2 separate regions of the Capsicum annuum genome follow, and region 2 is linked to region 1. The links are chromatin contacts, called in public Hi-C maps. All regions are on one chromosome and are shown on one strand. The core of a region is the stretch at or near the end of the contact, and the rest is flanking DNA. Distances in the headings are between cores, read along the strand shown.

Region 1 (3,212 bases), core at 466-2,965:
ACAGGATGAGCTAGACCCATGTAGCCCATGGGTGCCTTTAGGACAGAGCGAGCTACATAGTTCAAGCTAATACTTTAAACTCTCATGTTCATGTCCCTTGTCCCTATCCCGACATCCTATATACATGTAGCTCACCTGAAGGTATAGATCCCGAGGGGACCAATATTGGAAACCAAGTTTTTCGGCGCTGGGGATCCATGTGACCGTGTGCTTGGTGCATATATTATATATATTTTGGGAGGTCTATAGCCTTGATGTCTTTAGCCTTTCCTTGGTTTTTCCTCGATTCATGCGACTAACACGCACTAGGGCCCTTCCAGCAGGGGGAGCTAGACCCATATAGCCCATGGGTGCCTTTAGGACAGAGCGAGCTACATAGTTCAAGCTAATACTGTAAACTCTCATGTTCATGTCTCTTGTCCCTATCCCGGTATCCTATATACATGTATATAAATGTGGTGCATATGGTTTATGACTGGATTTTGGTACTTACATTATTTTATCCCTATCCCTGAGTTACATGCAAGTGCTCACTCCACTGACCGTCCCTAGATGCTATATCATTTCATGATGTAGGATCCGAAGGTTTTCCTGTTGCTCCTGTGTAGCATTAGGTGATTTGGTATTCCTGTGGATCTGCTGTGAAGTGGTGAACCTCCATCTTTCGGAAGGCCCTGTCATTTGGCTGGTTTCCCTATTGTTTCAGTACTTTTGGGTTATATTTGTCATAGTCGAGGGCATGTCCCGACTTAGTTTGATATTCTGATTTTAGAGGCTTTGATATTCTGATTTTAGAGGCTTTTGTGGGTAAGTGTGGATTGGTTATTGTTTTGACTCTTAGTTTTCAGTTGGCTTATTTATTCTTCGTATCATCATGTTTGGTTGTCTTTCGTTGTATTCATTTATTATGTTCTGGATGTTAGACTATGGGGGTGGTCTTTGGCCCATGATGGGCTTGAGATACCCATCACGACTTGGCCCTGATTCGGGTCATGACAATTATGTTCTTTTTTAGCCAAATAAGGGAATTGTTTACAATAGAACTCATCTTCATTATGATAACTTGCTTGATGCTCAGATTGATGCAGCGTATGTAATTCTAAAGGATGCTGGTTTCAGAAAAATGGAAGTCGTAGTTATTGAAACAGGCTGGGCCTCTGATGGGGAGGATAATGAACCCACGGCCACACCAAGTAATGCTAGAACATATAATTACAATCTGCGTAAAAGGCTCGCCAAGAGGAAAAGAACCCCTTAGAGGCCAAAAAAAAATGTTGGTGATGTGTATTTTGCATTGTTCAATGAGTATCAAAAGCCAGGCCAATCATCAAATAGGAACTTCAGACTCTTTAAAGTTGATGGTAGTATGTCTTATGATATTGGTTTCTATAGGTTGCAAGATGTTTCAGCTGCATCTTCGCTTTCGTCTTTGAAGGTATGAGGCAAGTATTTTCTTTTTTCCTGTTTGAATTGCTTAGTGTTTTCCCAAGTTTAATTTATTTTTAGTCCCTTTTTCGAAGCTTAATATGGTTGATTAATTCTAAAGGACCTGCGTGAATGCCTAGAAAGGTTCCTCACATGGCCACTGAAAAATCTCCATGTGGAGAATGTGCAGAAGGTCTACTGAGGAAACGATTCAAAATTCCACGTAACTTGATTCCTCAAGTGGCAAGCATTATTTAGGCTTGCTGGGCCAAGTATGTTGCTTATGTTCTTCCATAGTTTAGTCACATGAACTTTTGGTTTCCTTTGATGTGCACTTTTAAGTTACTTGTGATAATGTTGCAGAGAACCATGGAAGCGTCCCTCCTTTGCTGCAATGCAATCATGGATATGCTGAGACCAATAATTAAACCTCCTGTAGCACCCCCTAAACCAGGTCGTACAGTCATGCAGTTCCTTTCGTGAATGTTTATAATAGATGTATCATTTCTGCACATATTTGGCATTCTTTCGCAATCTTCTTCTGAGAGGAACAAGTCTTTGTTTACTTCAGGTTCGTGTATCCTGAAATTTGTTTCCTTCATTCTGCTAAATTTTACATTTGCCTTGTGAACACACATTTTACATTCTTTCTTAATCATCTTCATTTTACTAATCATGCTTAATCAAGATTCAATACGTTCTAAACAAAGTGAACTTTTCTTTGTTTGGGTAAATTTTAAGAAGGGATTAACAAAACAGAAATTAATGTACAAGGCTAAGCAAGTCCGGAATCTACCGATTACTACTTGAGCAAATACTCTTCCAGTAAAATTCAATAATCGGACAATTATTATAATACCTTTCAGGTAATAGCAATGGGTCAACTATCCGCTCCATCTTACCATCAATCCAGACACTGTACTGTGCTTGAGGAAATAATCTGTAGGTTAATATTTTGGGAACTTTTCCATTCCTTCTGGGTTCATCATATGGAGGATGTTTCAATAAAATCAAACGCCAGATACCAACCCATTCTCCCCCTTCGTTGTTCTCTCTAACAGTAACATTAGTCTTGATAAGCTCAAGAGATACTTCATCGACAACCATAAGAAAGCAAAAGAGCTTCTGAGAACGTGCACTTATATTTTATGGCTGGTGAGGTGTATCATATCCATCAACAATTATTATTGGCTTCTAATTTTTATTTGGTAAAATTATTTCTTTCTACAGGGGATTAAATTCTCATTATTTTTTTCCTTTAACAATCTTCATCTCAAGTATTTGATTGATTTTTGGCAGAGGTGACGAAAGTACGGAACACATCCAATAATTGTTCCAGAATGAGTCAATCACAAAAATGTTCTGTGATACAGCAAACCATGACAACCAAAAAAGGAAGCGTAATTCATTGTAGAGTTTACTATATTTCTTCTTTGTTGTCGGTGAAGAATTATGGGAGAAAATCTGTAAGGAAGCAGAAGACACATTGATTACTTAGGTCTGCTTGCTCACTATTCCGTCTCTCACATTTTAAGTGTATTGGAGTACTTTTGATAGTAGCTTTCCTGATAAAAACAAAAAAGAACAGTCTATGCTCTTTAACATATTAGAGATTGCCAACTTCAAGATTGCTCTTTTGCCGAACCCCCAGGCCCATGCATTATGTGTTGAATTTATGTATGTGTGTACATTGAATATTAACAAAAAAAAAAAGAGAAAAAAAATAGCGAGCTATCTGAGAATTGACAAAACATTGGGCCCGCACACAGCACGAGCTTTACTTCACT
Region 2 (3,212 bases), core at 284-2,783, 560 kb before region 1:
CCAGCTTAAAATCTAAGGGCATAATACATAAATATGACCGTAAACTTTGACAGTGCACAAATATGATCTTTAACTATTCAAAACTGCACAAATATGACCTTTAAATGACTCTTCACTATTATTTTTTCATTATTTTCAGCTCAAAGATGAAAATGACATCTAATTTCTTTTGTCATTACGGAAAAAGAGCAATATTGAAGATTTATTAATTAGGCGGTTCAGCCTCATACGAAAAAATCGAGCGGGTATGTATATATATATATACATATATATATATATATTATAAAGCAGAGGACGAATTTAAGTTATATAATATATCTAAATATTATTTATTTAAATATTAAATTAAAGATGAAACTATACTAATAATAAAAAAAATTATAGTTTTAATAAAACGTTATTAAGTTAATGTTATTAAGGATAGTAGTAGTAGTATATTAAATTAACGTTATCAAATTCACGTAATTAAAAGATGTTATTAAATTAACGTTATTAAATCATTATTAAATTAACGAGGGGCGGACCTACGTGGTTGCCATGGGGTTCATCCGAACCCCCTCGGTAAAAAAATTACGTTGTATATATATAAGATAGAAAATGTATATTTATGTACGTATGTTAATGTTGAACCACATAAAATAAGTCACTTAGATAGCCCAGTGGTGTAATTTGCTCTTCTTGGGTGCTTCCTTCAGCCTACTGTGCGGGTTCGATCATTGCTAGTGACTATTTTTTTTTAATTAAAAAAAAGTTAGGTGCTGCTGCTATAAAAATAAATAAAATAATAATTTTTTTTAATTAAAAATAGGTGCTGCTGCTATAGAAATAAATAAAATAATAATAATAATAATGATAATTTTTTTAAATTAAAAAAATTTAGGTGCTGCTACTATAGAAATAAATAAAATAATAATAATAATAATAATAATAATAATAATAATAATAATAATAATAAAAACGACGTCGTTTTAACACAAAAAATAAAACTTTGACAGTGCACAAATATGATCTTTAACTATTTGAAACTGCACAAATATGACCTCTCTCCAAGTCAGCCCTTTTAACGACGTGACACCGTGTGATTGGATTGCCTTTCTACGTAGTCACGAGTGAGACTCACACATGGGATTGAAAAAATCGGAGGTCATATTTATTCAAGTTTTGAATAGTTAAAGGTCCTATTTGTGAACTATCAAAGTTAAGATCAAAGTTATAATTGATGTCAAGTTTAGGGTCATTTTTATGTATTAACTCTTTTATATATAATACTTTCTTCATTCGATTTTATTTTTCACATTTTGAGTTGACACATTCATTAAAAAATAATTAATAACATAACTATTTTATCATAATATCCTATTACATGATGTTTATATATTGTATTTTGAAATTGATTTTAAAAAGTAATTAATATTAAAAATAAAATAGAAAAAAAAAGTTGTACGAAAGGAGGAAGTATGTAGATACAAAAATACATAGGTACATATAGATAGATTGAGATAGATATATAATTTTTTTTTATTTCTTGGGAAAAAACAAAATGGATTGTTTCACTCACTCAGAGCTAAGGTGGTTCAGAATTCAGATGAGACAAAAATACAGATTTTGGTGAGAATTTGAGAAGTTTAATGGACCCAATCATCTTTCTTAGCTCATCCATATCCGGATTCTGCTGTCCAACCAAAATTTCTCTTCTATCCAGCACTTACACTGTCACTTGAAAGAAAGTGCCCCTGAATTATGTAGTACCCTTGAAGGGATAATGCTTTTTGGCCGAATATAGTTTTGAGTATCAAATTCTCCAAAATGCCAGGAACAATCCAAGTTTCAGGTACTAAAAGCTTCCCTTTTTTAATATTTGCATTCCAGATCAATAAAATGATTTTGGTTTTTAACTCAGTTTGGCGTTATTTGTTTTTTAACACAGTGTTCGATTTCAAGAATATTTCATCTTCTTCAATTTGCTTATGGGGTTAGTATTTTCTTTTTCTTTTCTTCTTTTATAGTGTGTGCTGTATGTATAGTTGCATTTCGAATTGATTTGGGGTTTCATATGCTTTCTTGTAGTTTCCATGGGGAAGAGTGCGTACCAAACGTGGGACAAGGGAGATTTCTCATTGTAATGATTCAATCATCCTGTTTATCTTTATTCTTGATGCTTTCAGTGTAAAACATGATTAATGAATTTGATTGTTCTTTTGCAGCCCATTAACGACATTTCGCGAAAATTTGGTTGTTAAACTTGAGGGTGCTGAGGGAAATGAGATATCACGTACAGGTATATCTCAATGTTCCAAATATGATGCTACCGTAAAGGTTTGTGACAAAATATTTCTACTTTGACAGAAGTTGAGACTTCATCAATAGTTGAGAAGGGTTATTGGGATGATTTTTTTCAACTTGAAGGAGGTCATTATGTCCATATGAAGTTGCAATTCATTCTAAGTGAAGATGAGCGCAACCGAATCCGTAATGTGGTAATATTACTATACTGTTCCTTTAGTAAGGTTTATTCTCAAGTCATACTCACTGATATAGATGCCTATCAGCTTATGTATAATGATGATATTTCGGTTGATTTGGTAGAGAGAATCTGCTTTGAAGAAGAAACAAGACAAAGTTCCTGCAATAAATGTTGAATACAAAGGAACTGTGTTCCCTGTGCAAGATACATATGCATCATCTCTGCCCATCAAAAGGGAGTTTTCAGGTTTGATCACACATTCTAAGAACTATATTAAGGGGAGAAATGTTGAATTCAAGTTCCTCCCGTGGCTACTGAACAACTAAGATGAAAACATATGTAATCGAAGAAGAAGATGAAGATAGTTTCAACTGATTTCCATTGCTTTGTTATTCACAAAATGGGAAAAAGAACTTCAACTACAGTGAGTGTATTGGTTCACTACTAATAGACAAGTGCGCACTAACTGCCTCTAGCAACTCTAACAAACTACTGATAGCTATTGTCCAGCTGGGACATTCCACTAACTACTACTAACTACATTTTAAATTAACACTTAGCAGTTTGGTGCCTTATTTTGCAGATTATATCAGCTTAACCATGACCTTCAATAAGAGTTCCATTCGAATGAGCTGGCAGATTGCAGAATCTGCTCCACAATGACTGTCAGATTGACTGTAATCAAATCAGCTAACAGATTGATTGTAATCAGCTTCTGTAAATATTGGGATAACATGTATCTTAGGAA

Evidence for each region. Hi-C and Micro-C count contacts between places; a contact is called where the count stands out from the background.
Region 2: a Hi-C map of bud shows a contact between it and region 1, with 3 times the contacts expected there. The contact joins the promoter of LOC107854809 here to the enhancer-like site in region 1. A contact is called at or near these places in 2 of 5 Hi-C or Micro-C datasets (bud and leaf).

The regions. Positions count from the first base shown.
Region 1 is chr7:132,881,359-132,884,570 of UCD10Xv1.1, reverse strand. No RefSeq gene overlaps it. Among protein-coding and RNA genes, the nearest start is that of LOC107854043, 9.9 kb to the right of the region's middle. Within about 2 kb of position 1,715, at least 5 of the 5 cell types and tissues checked have an H3K27ac peak or open chromatin away from gene starts, as enhancers often do. A contact at or near this core is called in bud and leaf, where this site is marked.
Region 2 is chr7:133,446,109-133,449,320 of UCD10Xv1.1, reverse strand. LOC107854809 reads left to right here and starts at 1,533. Exons shown (of 11, transcript XM_016699808.2): 1 at 1,533-1,831; 2 at 1,928-1,972; 3 at 2,068-2,119; 4 at 2,205-2,278; 5 at 2,347-2,477; 6 at 2,587-2,710. The coding sequence starts at 1,807.